Linked DNA regions of Zea mays: all the other regions are linked to region 2. Evidence: chromatin contacts called from public Hi-C data. All regions are on one chromosome and are shown on one strand. The core of a region is the stretch at or near the end of the contact, and the rest is flanking DNA. Distances in the headings are between cores, read along the strand shown. Region 1 has its middle 45 kb from the start of LOC103650129. Region 2 has its middle 14 kb from the start of LOC118476666. Region 3 holds the start of LOC100282056.

Region 1 (2,700 bases), core at 186-2,685, 320 kb before region 2:
GAAACTGCAGCTTATACACATGCCACCATTTCTCAGCATTGCCTTCCATATGTAATGCTGCTGCCCGGACCCACAAGACCTCAGGAACCTCATAAATGAGGAAGTAATCAATGCATTTGGCCACCCAAATTTTTGGAGAAGAACCATCGAACTTTGGAAAAGACCACTTGGGAAGCATGTGTCTAGACCAGTGCCCGTCATGCTGAGGAGGACGCATTGGCTCCCGACGACCATGGTTGTGGTGAATATGAGGAGAGTGCCCACCCATCCCGTCGGAACCAAATGAGTTATTAGATCCATCATCGTCCAACTGTCCCCCCATCTGATGAAGATTTAGATTAGCCACCACTCGACTTGTTTCATCCAATTGCTTAGCCATGACTTGTTGGTCCTTAGTAAGCTGACCAATCACACCAGAATTGAGATCTAACTAGACCATCATGTGTTGCTGGTTCGCAAACATCATGTCAATATTATCCAACACCCGCTGCCAATTGTTTTCCTCTTTCTCAAATCCCGCTGCCATAACATCCAATACAAACCGGGATTGCACGGAAGGCTTTGGAGGCGCCGTGTCTGTTGGTTGATGAAGCAATCAAAGAGAAGAACACACTCAGACCTTTCGTCGAACAGGTCATGAGCGCTCCGTCTACCGCCGCCACACTTCGCCGAAATCCAATCACCGCCACCAGCACCACCTTCTACCGCCACCAAAACCGCCACACGGAACCCCGCCGCCAACGCCCAGAAAAAAAGAAAATCTAGCAACCAGAGTGAATCGAGGTGAGTGAACCAAAGACCACTCGCCTGAGAGAATCCGCTGCGGATCGAAGTCGTCGATTGTCGAGTCGGAGAAGAGCAGCGTGGTGCCGAAGATCACCGTCTCTGATACCAGATGTCACCACCCGTTGCCACAGCGCACACTACGGCGTGAGAGGAGAGTGGGTTTACTTGTGCGAGGGGAAGAACCCTTCCAGGCCTTCACGATTTCTTTCATATATTTTTCTTATCCCTTACGGCCACAGTAGCCGGCTAGATATATGCTCGGCTCACACACTGATATAGAGGTCCCACACTTATTACAACATGAGTTTATAAGTCTATGTGTGTATATGGCTCCCCAACCCTCTCCTGGACACACCTCGGCGTGACAGAGGGATTAGGATAGAGATAGAGAGAGCTAGCGTGATCTGCCCCAATGGGAACGAGTAGCCGTCATCGCCCCACCCTCGGAATGCGACTATTGAAGGGTTAGCCGATCATTCGAAGACTGTACGTAGAGTAGCCGAGCGAGGGGAAATCAAGCAGAGTCTTCGCCGGACATTGGGGGCGCCGAGCCACCGTGTGTTGAGGGCGGATGTCTTCATGGTCGTACCCTCACTGGTGGAGACCCTTACCTACTTCGTACTGTCACTAACTGCGTATAGCACCATTCATGTGTATGGTTTGGGCCTCGGGGAGCCGGATGGGCCTCCCTCCGGCCCTGTGCTGTCGCGGGTCTAGGCAATATCGTTGGCTATTAGTGGAGAGAAAGAAGATGAAGGCGTGACCTCTGGATCTCAAGCGAACGACTGTGGCTAGGCCATGCGTACCGATTGGCCAAATGAAGGAGAGCCATCGTATCTGAGACAAATGGTTAAGATTAGATGTACTATATACCGGTTTGACTATTTAATCTTAGCTGTAGATCGTGATATATAGATGGCTTTGGGCGCATCCCAATACCCGGTCGTGACAATTTTGCTTAAGACACCTCGAGCAAATTGTCAATCAACCCGTAGTCCGGGTATGTCTAAAGAATAGAACAATTAGGTTCTAATCTTTATATCAAACACCCTAGGTTGCCTTATTTTCATACCCGCAGTCTGTCATACCCGGATTTAAGGGCAAATCCAGGAGCGTCTCAAATGTATGCTAGGATCAAGTCTCACACATATGATGACTCATGGTACAAAAATTAATGTCACATCTTTAATATATAATAGGGGTTATGTACAACATAGCTAAATAATTACATCATATGACGACAACGATCCTCCGCAACCATAGTTGATTAGGAGACGATGGCCTAGACCTCTCACGAACTCATCACGATATCCTTCATGCTCGTCATCTTGGCAGTACATGTCCTTGATCTGGTGTGAGTTTAGCAAGAGTGAGCTCACATACGTTCATTGCTCAACAAGTTCTGGGGAATAATGTGCATGAGCTCACTTACAGTGAGAGCTCATATGAAGTGTAAGGCTTATCAATAAAAAAATGGTTAAGGCTGAGCATTACTTTTAATAAGTTGGTTAAAATTTTATTAGCAATTACTATATGTAACTAGATACCAACCGTATTAACTAATTGATCACAATTGATAACAAATCACACAATACAATGCATATGACATATTAAGTTTTATTCCATAAATTACTCATGTGAGGGTGTGAGCCGCTCTAGACCGTCAGCACGACTGATATACCGGTTTTACACTCTACAGAGGTTGCACATCTTTACCCACAAGTCGTGATACTCATCTGCATGGGGTTGTACGAATCCCATACACCTCTACCGAGGAGGCTAGACAAGGTAGTACTATGAGGCCTTACAAAGTTCCACTAGCTTTAGAAAACCCACTACGGTTTCTTGAGAAGGGGGGCGATACAGGAATCCCTCGTTCGAAAAGCCATCGCAACACGATCGACCGAGAACCTC
Region 2 (2,700 bases), core at 12-2,511:
TAGGATGCAATTCGATGACAGGAACCATATGTAAGCCACCAATTTTTTTACACACTTAACATCCTTTATAGTACTTAAAATAATTAGCAAACATATTAGGCCAATACAACCCAACTCTTCTCAAAAGCCACTTCATTTTTTGAGTCGATCGATGAGCACCACAAATGCCTTCATGTACTTCGGCCATGGATAACATAGCATCATCAGGGTCCAAGCACTTAAGCATAACATCACTAGGAGTTCAAAGAGAAAGTTCATCATCAATGAGAATATACTTAAAAGATGTTCATCGAATACTCCTATCTGTTCTAACATAGGATCTCATAAATAAGTAATCACATGAATCATCCAATCAAGCGCATCAGCTACATTATTAGCCAAATTTGCTAAAGCCATTACTGCAATGCTTCTATTAACACCAGATGCACCAGCGGCTTTGCCTACACAGTCCAGCTTGTATGCTACGAACGGTCCGGTGACTCCACCTAGATGGTCTATAACCTGTGACCTTGGCGCACTTAGCTCTAACTATCAAATTTTCAAAAATATGTGATCTCCCTCGACTTATCTTCAAGGTGAGGAAAAGCTTTGTAAATACAAGGAAAGGTAAAATGCACCGTGGCTTTCCTTTAGGAGAAGGATATTCTGGTTCCTCTACACATATATCATAGTTAGAATTATTATCAACCAGAGGAGCCTCAGCTTCTGGAGTTGTTTCTTCTTCTTATATAATCTCTTCTGGGTGTTCTACAAGTCAAAATGATACTGAATGTTCATGTGATGATATGCTCATGAGTGCCCATGCAAATTCAAGAAGAAATAGAAAACTAGACTTGATTAATATTAAAGATTACTAACTTTGGGGTAACAATATGTTTTCTGACCAAATAGATTCCAAATAACATAAACCTTTACCCAGAGATTAAAATGACCATATTTAGCTTACCCACAGATTTTCATAATTTTTGGAGTGCAGATTTTATTTCTAAAACTCAAATAGCCTTCAAAGAGGCACTTTTAACCACTTAAAATTCATTCTTTGCATAAAAAATCCTAAAAATATGTTTACCATCAACTTTGTAAATTATGAACTCAACAAATTTGGTTTCACAATTTTTGTATTTTTCTACAATTTTTGGTAGATTTTACAAACTGTCAGCAAAAAGAAAAAGAGAAAGCATGAACAGGACTAGGCCACAACCGGCCAAGACAACCCCGCCCGCGCACATGAAACACGCGCGTTGCGCAAGCAGCTTGCGCCGGTGATGCCATCTTACACTAAGACCCTTGCGAAATTAATTAACTTATAAAGAGTCCCAGGCACTATTCAAACGTGTTGATGACGTTCACACTTCACACCGAGACCCCTCCTCTGTCTCTTTCGCAAACTCAGGTCCTCGACCCCAACTCTAGCGAACACCGACGAATCACCGCGCAAACTCGCAGGTGATGGCCTTCTCTAACGAGAGCGAACATACCCACGCGATCCCCGAATCTAAAACACCATAATCCATCGGTTAATCAGACCCTAGTGACCCAGATCCCTTCTTACCACGACGACAGCGGTCATGGTGAACCGGCGAGGGTATCCCCAAGTCCTAGGTGTAGTAGAGTTCAATTGGGGAGTATGGGGAGCATCAGTGACTCACCCCAACTAGGGTGCTGACGTGAGTTTGCTCGGGAATCCACTGAGGCAGTCGGTCGACGAAGAGCTAAGACACGGCAACGTTGCCCGACGGCAAGATCATCGATCTGGTGAACTACAAGCAGTAGAGTTCAAAAGGAAGATGCAGGGAGCATCACGACTACACAGGGATCACGAAACACAAGCAAGGCAGACAAGTTACCCCTTAGAGAGAGCTGGCCTTAGTGAAGGGGCAAACCGACCGGCGTGGTCACCAAACATAGGGAGGACATCGCGCACAGACTTGGACAAAGAAACAAGATGACTAGGGTGGTTGGGGGGATTTAACCCATATGTAGAGGAATGGTGAGTCACGGTGAACAAGCCATGGGAGCGACGGGAGCACGAACATAACAAGGTTCAGTTTGCACCCAAACTACAATGGCATGGAGCCACAACAAATTGGTTCATGTGGTTTTGTTGGGGCTTAACACAGACGGAAACAAAGGCTAGCACACCCCACTCCTCTACTACATGGTCACCACATAAGGGCAAGGGCACAGGAAGGTAGCAACGGTGGCCAACGACACATGGATAGCAACAGGTTAGCAGGCACACCACAGGTTCATAGGATAGATTTCACCTCCTCAATCTTATCCCTGGGGTAGTGTAGTTTATCCCAAGTTACCCCCTCCCCAAGGTCAAGTTTCACTTATCTCCTGTACACCAGAAGCAACTAGAGATGGTAGTGGAGGGAGATGTTTTTCAGATATTTTCAACTCAACTCTGAACCCACACAGGTCGACTATAGCACAGGTTCATCCCCTCTTTTCTCCCAGTTCTGGATAAGGATAGGCCCATCTCATTGCACCAAAATTGTTCACCAAGCATAGCTCTTTCAGTTTGCATAATATTGCAAGGCCAAAAGTGCATGGATCACAAGTTATGGTGCTCCCAAGTCGAGCACACACACTGAAACCCAGTTTCAGTTTAACTGAAACTGATGTAGTCCATAACAACCCGACAGCAAAGTTTGGGGGCATTTTACTCAAGATTCTGTACAGCACTAGACCTAA
Region 3 (2,700 bases), core at 154-2,653, 340 kb after region 2:
CCAAACTGTCAGCATCACGAAGCCTTTATTTTTGTTATTATTACATAATGTAAAATAAAACTTGCTAAAAAATTGTAACAGAAAATGGTTTATATGTAGCTGGACTCTTTTTGCATGTCTAGTGCATTTTCATGTTCATTTTATTTAAATAATTTTTACTGCGACTGGTTTCATAAAATTTTTAAACATAAAAAAAATAGTAGCACAAAAACGTGGTCACTCCCTGGAATTATAGTTCTGGATATAGATGGCAAAGCTCGACTGCTTTTGCAATATGTTTGTAAGCTTTAATATCAGAATGCTGAACAACTGGTACTCTTCACACGATCCAACAGATCACTGAGGTAAGGGACTTTGCTGGGAAGGACATCGAAATCAAGAAACTGGTTGATGCTAATTCAAAGGAGGCAATCGAGAAGGCCAGGGCAGGTGGTGCCGCCCCATCAGCTGTCGATAACATCCTAGAGCAAATACGGAAGAAGCAGAAGCTGAGCGTCCTGGACAAGACGAAGAAAGACTGGGGAGAGTACAAGGAAGAGAACCGGGGCTTGGGGGAAGAGCTGGACGCCTACAAGAAGAGCTCGAACCAGTACCTTGACAAGCAATCATTTCTGCAGCGAACCGATTACCGCGAGTTTGAGCGCGAGCGGGATGCCCGGCTGTCAATGATGGCCAAGCGGAGGACAGATACGCGGGAGGACTGAAATGTTTCCCTGTAACTCCGTTGTAGACATTCTTTCGAGATAATGGTAGACACTAAATTGTCAATGCCTTCCAGCCCCGTTAAATCTTCTTTTTTAGAATTATAATGTGCTGATTATAATTTACAAAGATGCACCGTGCATGTGCGTAAATTGCATCTGGTGGTTTTGGCAAACATTTCTGAGCTGCATAAAATGCAGTCATGATTGGATATTTCTGAAACCGGGAAACTTTGACGAACCAGCAGCACTAAGCTCTGAAAGCTCGAAAAACTAATGATGTTGGTTAGAATACCATAGATGATTTGGTCAAACAGTAAGATTTCCTTTCTATATATTTTGGCATAAGAAAAATGAACGACCGTGCTTTCGATGTGTTGAATAATTTTATCTGTTGATCATCCGTCATGTGAATCAGTGAGTGGATGACAAGATGCGGCAGACGTCGATAGTGTCCATGAGCCGGCCTGACGATAAGAACGAGTGTCCGTGCTTTCGCTAGTACGCCAAAGCTGCTCGCATCAGTGATCAGATCACTGATCAGTCAGTTTAGTGGAACCTGAAAACTCGGGCCGAGGCGCCAGCCAAGTGCTCTATGCAGCTAATGAATAGCCAATAGGCCCATTGAATATTATTCTTGTGGTCGCCGGGAGACAGCGGCTGCCCAACCATATAACTGTAGGGGAGACTAGGAGAGCAGGAGTACATTACAACCGCGCGCGGAGCACGCGGTCACAGAAGAGAGACGACGGAGAGCAGCCATGGCCGCAGGAGCCGCGTTGTACTACCACCCAGGCGCCGGGAAGGTGAGCCTCGAGGCGGTCGTCCCGTCCTCTCCGTCGCTGGCCCTGAGGCTATCGCAGAGCAAGGTGCTGTGCGTCAGCAGCAGCCGGTGGTGGATGAGGCGAAGATGGGAGGGGAAGGCGAGCAGCGTCAGCAGCAGGGCAAGGGCAAGAGCAAGCGCAAGGCCTGCCTTGTTCTCCCCTGTGGCCATGGACTGGCAGGAGTGCACGTACGTTTCCTCTTCTTCTTCTTCTTCCTAGGTGCTCGAGTTTCTCGGTTGATTTGGTATAGCCTAGTTTTGACCTGTGCCACCCATTGTTACCGCGTACTGATTCGCTTGGAGAAATTTCCCCTTTTCCCTAGATGATTGAACTACTTTGCTTGTTGATCAGAAGCCAATGTTTGCTTGAAGGGGAGTCGAGTTATTTGCCCAATGAATTTTATAATGGGCACAAACTGGGAATTCGGGTGAAATGTAGTATTGACGTCTCCGAACGGTGGTCCATTGAGTGATGAAGAGCTTGTGTAATATCCCGATGAGTATTTCTCATGGCGGACACAAGAAATGCTGGTTTGCATTGGATAAGACTGGATTTTGTAGGGCCCAGGTTGTGGATGATTCTTATACCAGATTCCATATATGTGACACCCAGAAAACCCTCCAAGTATGCTAATTAGTGCTATAAATGTTGATCTGTATGTACTTGCAATGGCCAAGGCTTATAAATCCGACCATATTGTACCTTGCTTTTATAGTTATAGGTGACTGCTGAGTACTGGATTGTGCATGAGTCTTGATAAAAATCCTCCAAAAACAGTAAACTCGTACCAGAGTCTCCTTGTATTTGAAAACATCAGCAAACGGCATCACCAGTGAATGGCTTGCTGAACTTACCTGCTTAACGTTTCATATATTCTGTTCATTCATCAATTTTTCCCTAATTATGATTATGTGACTGATTGTTGCCTTCAAGGAACAGTACCGAGCTTGAAGTTGATGTTCCATGCTCGGTGGCCTATCAGTGTTACTCAGAACGGGAGAGTATTCCTCAGTGGATGCCATTCATCTCGTCTGTCAAGGTAATTGTCAAGATGTAGTAAATACTACCCTTATTTCTCAGTGGTGAAGCTAGAGCAAACTAGAGGGGTATAGGGTACTCTTGCCTCTTGGGTGCATTTGCGGTGAAAGTTTAGACAAAATCACTGTTTTGACATT

Evidence for each region. A called contact is a pair of places that touch in the nucleus more often than the background predicts.
Region 1: a Hi-C map of ear shows a contact between it and region 2, with 5 times the contacts expected there. The contact joins two enhancer-like sites. A contact is called at or near these places in 3 of 25 Hi-C or Micro-C datasets (ear, leaf and tassel).
Region 3: a contact with region 2 is called in a Hi-C map of ear, with 2.2 times the contacts expected there. The contact joins the promoter of LOC100282056 here to the enhancer-like site in region 2. A contact is called at or near these places in 2 of 25 Hi-C or Micro-C datasets (ear and tassel).

What each region holds. Positions count from the first base shown.
Region 1 is chr3:59,711,321-59,714,020 of Zm-B73-REFERENCE-NAM-5.0, forward strand. No RefSeq gene overlaps it. Among protein-coding and RNA genes, the nearest start is that of LOC103650129, 45 kb to the right of the region's middle. Within about 2 kb of position 1,436, at least 12 of the 20 cell types and tissues checked have an H3K27ac peak or open chromatin away from gene starts, as enhancers often do. A contact at or near this core is called in ear and tassel, where this site is marked.
Region 2 is chr3:60,030,295-60,032,994 of Zm-B73-REFERENCE-NAM-5.0, forward strand. No RefSeq gene overlaps it. Among protein-coding and RNA genes, the nearest start is that of LOC118476666, 14 kb to the right of the region's middle. Within about 2 kb of position 1,262, at least 20 of the 20 cell types and tissues checked have an H3K27ac peak or open chromatin away from gene starts, as enhancers often do. A contact at or near this core is called in ear and tassel, where this site is marked.
Region 3 is chr3:60,369,446-60,372,145 of Zm-B73-REFERENCE-NAM-5.0, forward strand. It overlaps LOC100282056, which reads left to right and starts at 1,404. Exons shown (of 7, transcript NM_001371820.1): 1 at 1,404-1,713; 2 at 2,465-2,564. The coding sequence starts at 1,463. It overlaps LOC100282347 (craniofacial development protein 1), which reads left to right. Exons shown (of 6, transcript NM_001155259.1): 6 at 336-999. The coding sequence ends at 704.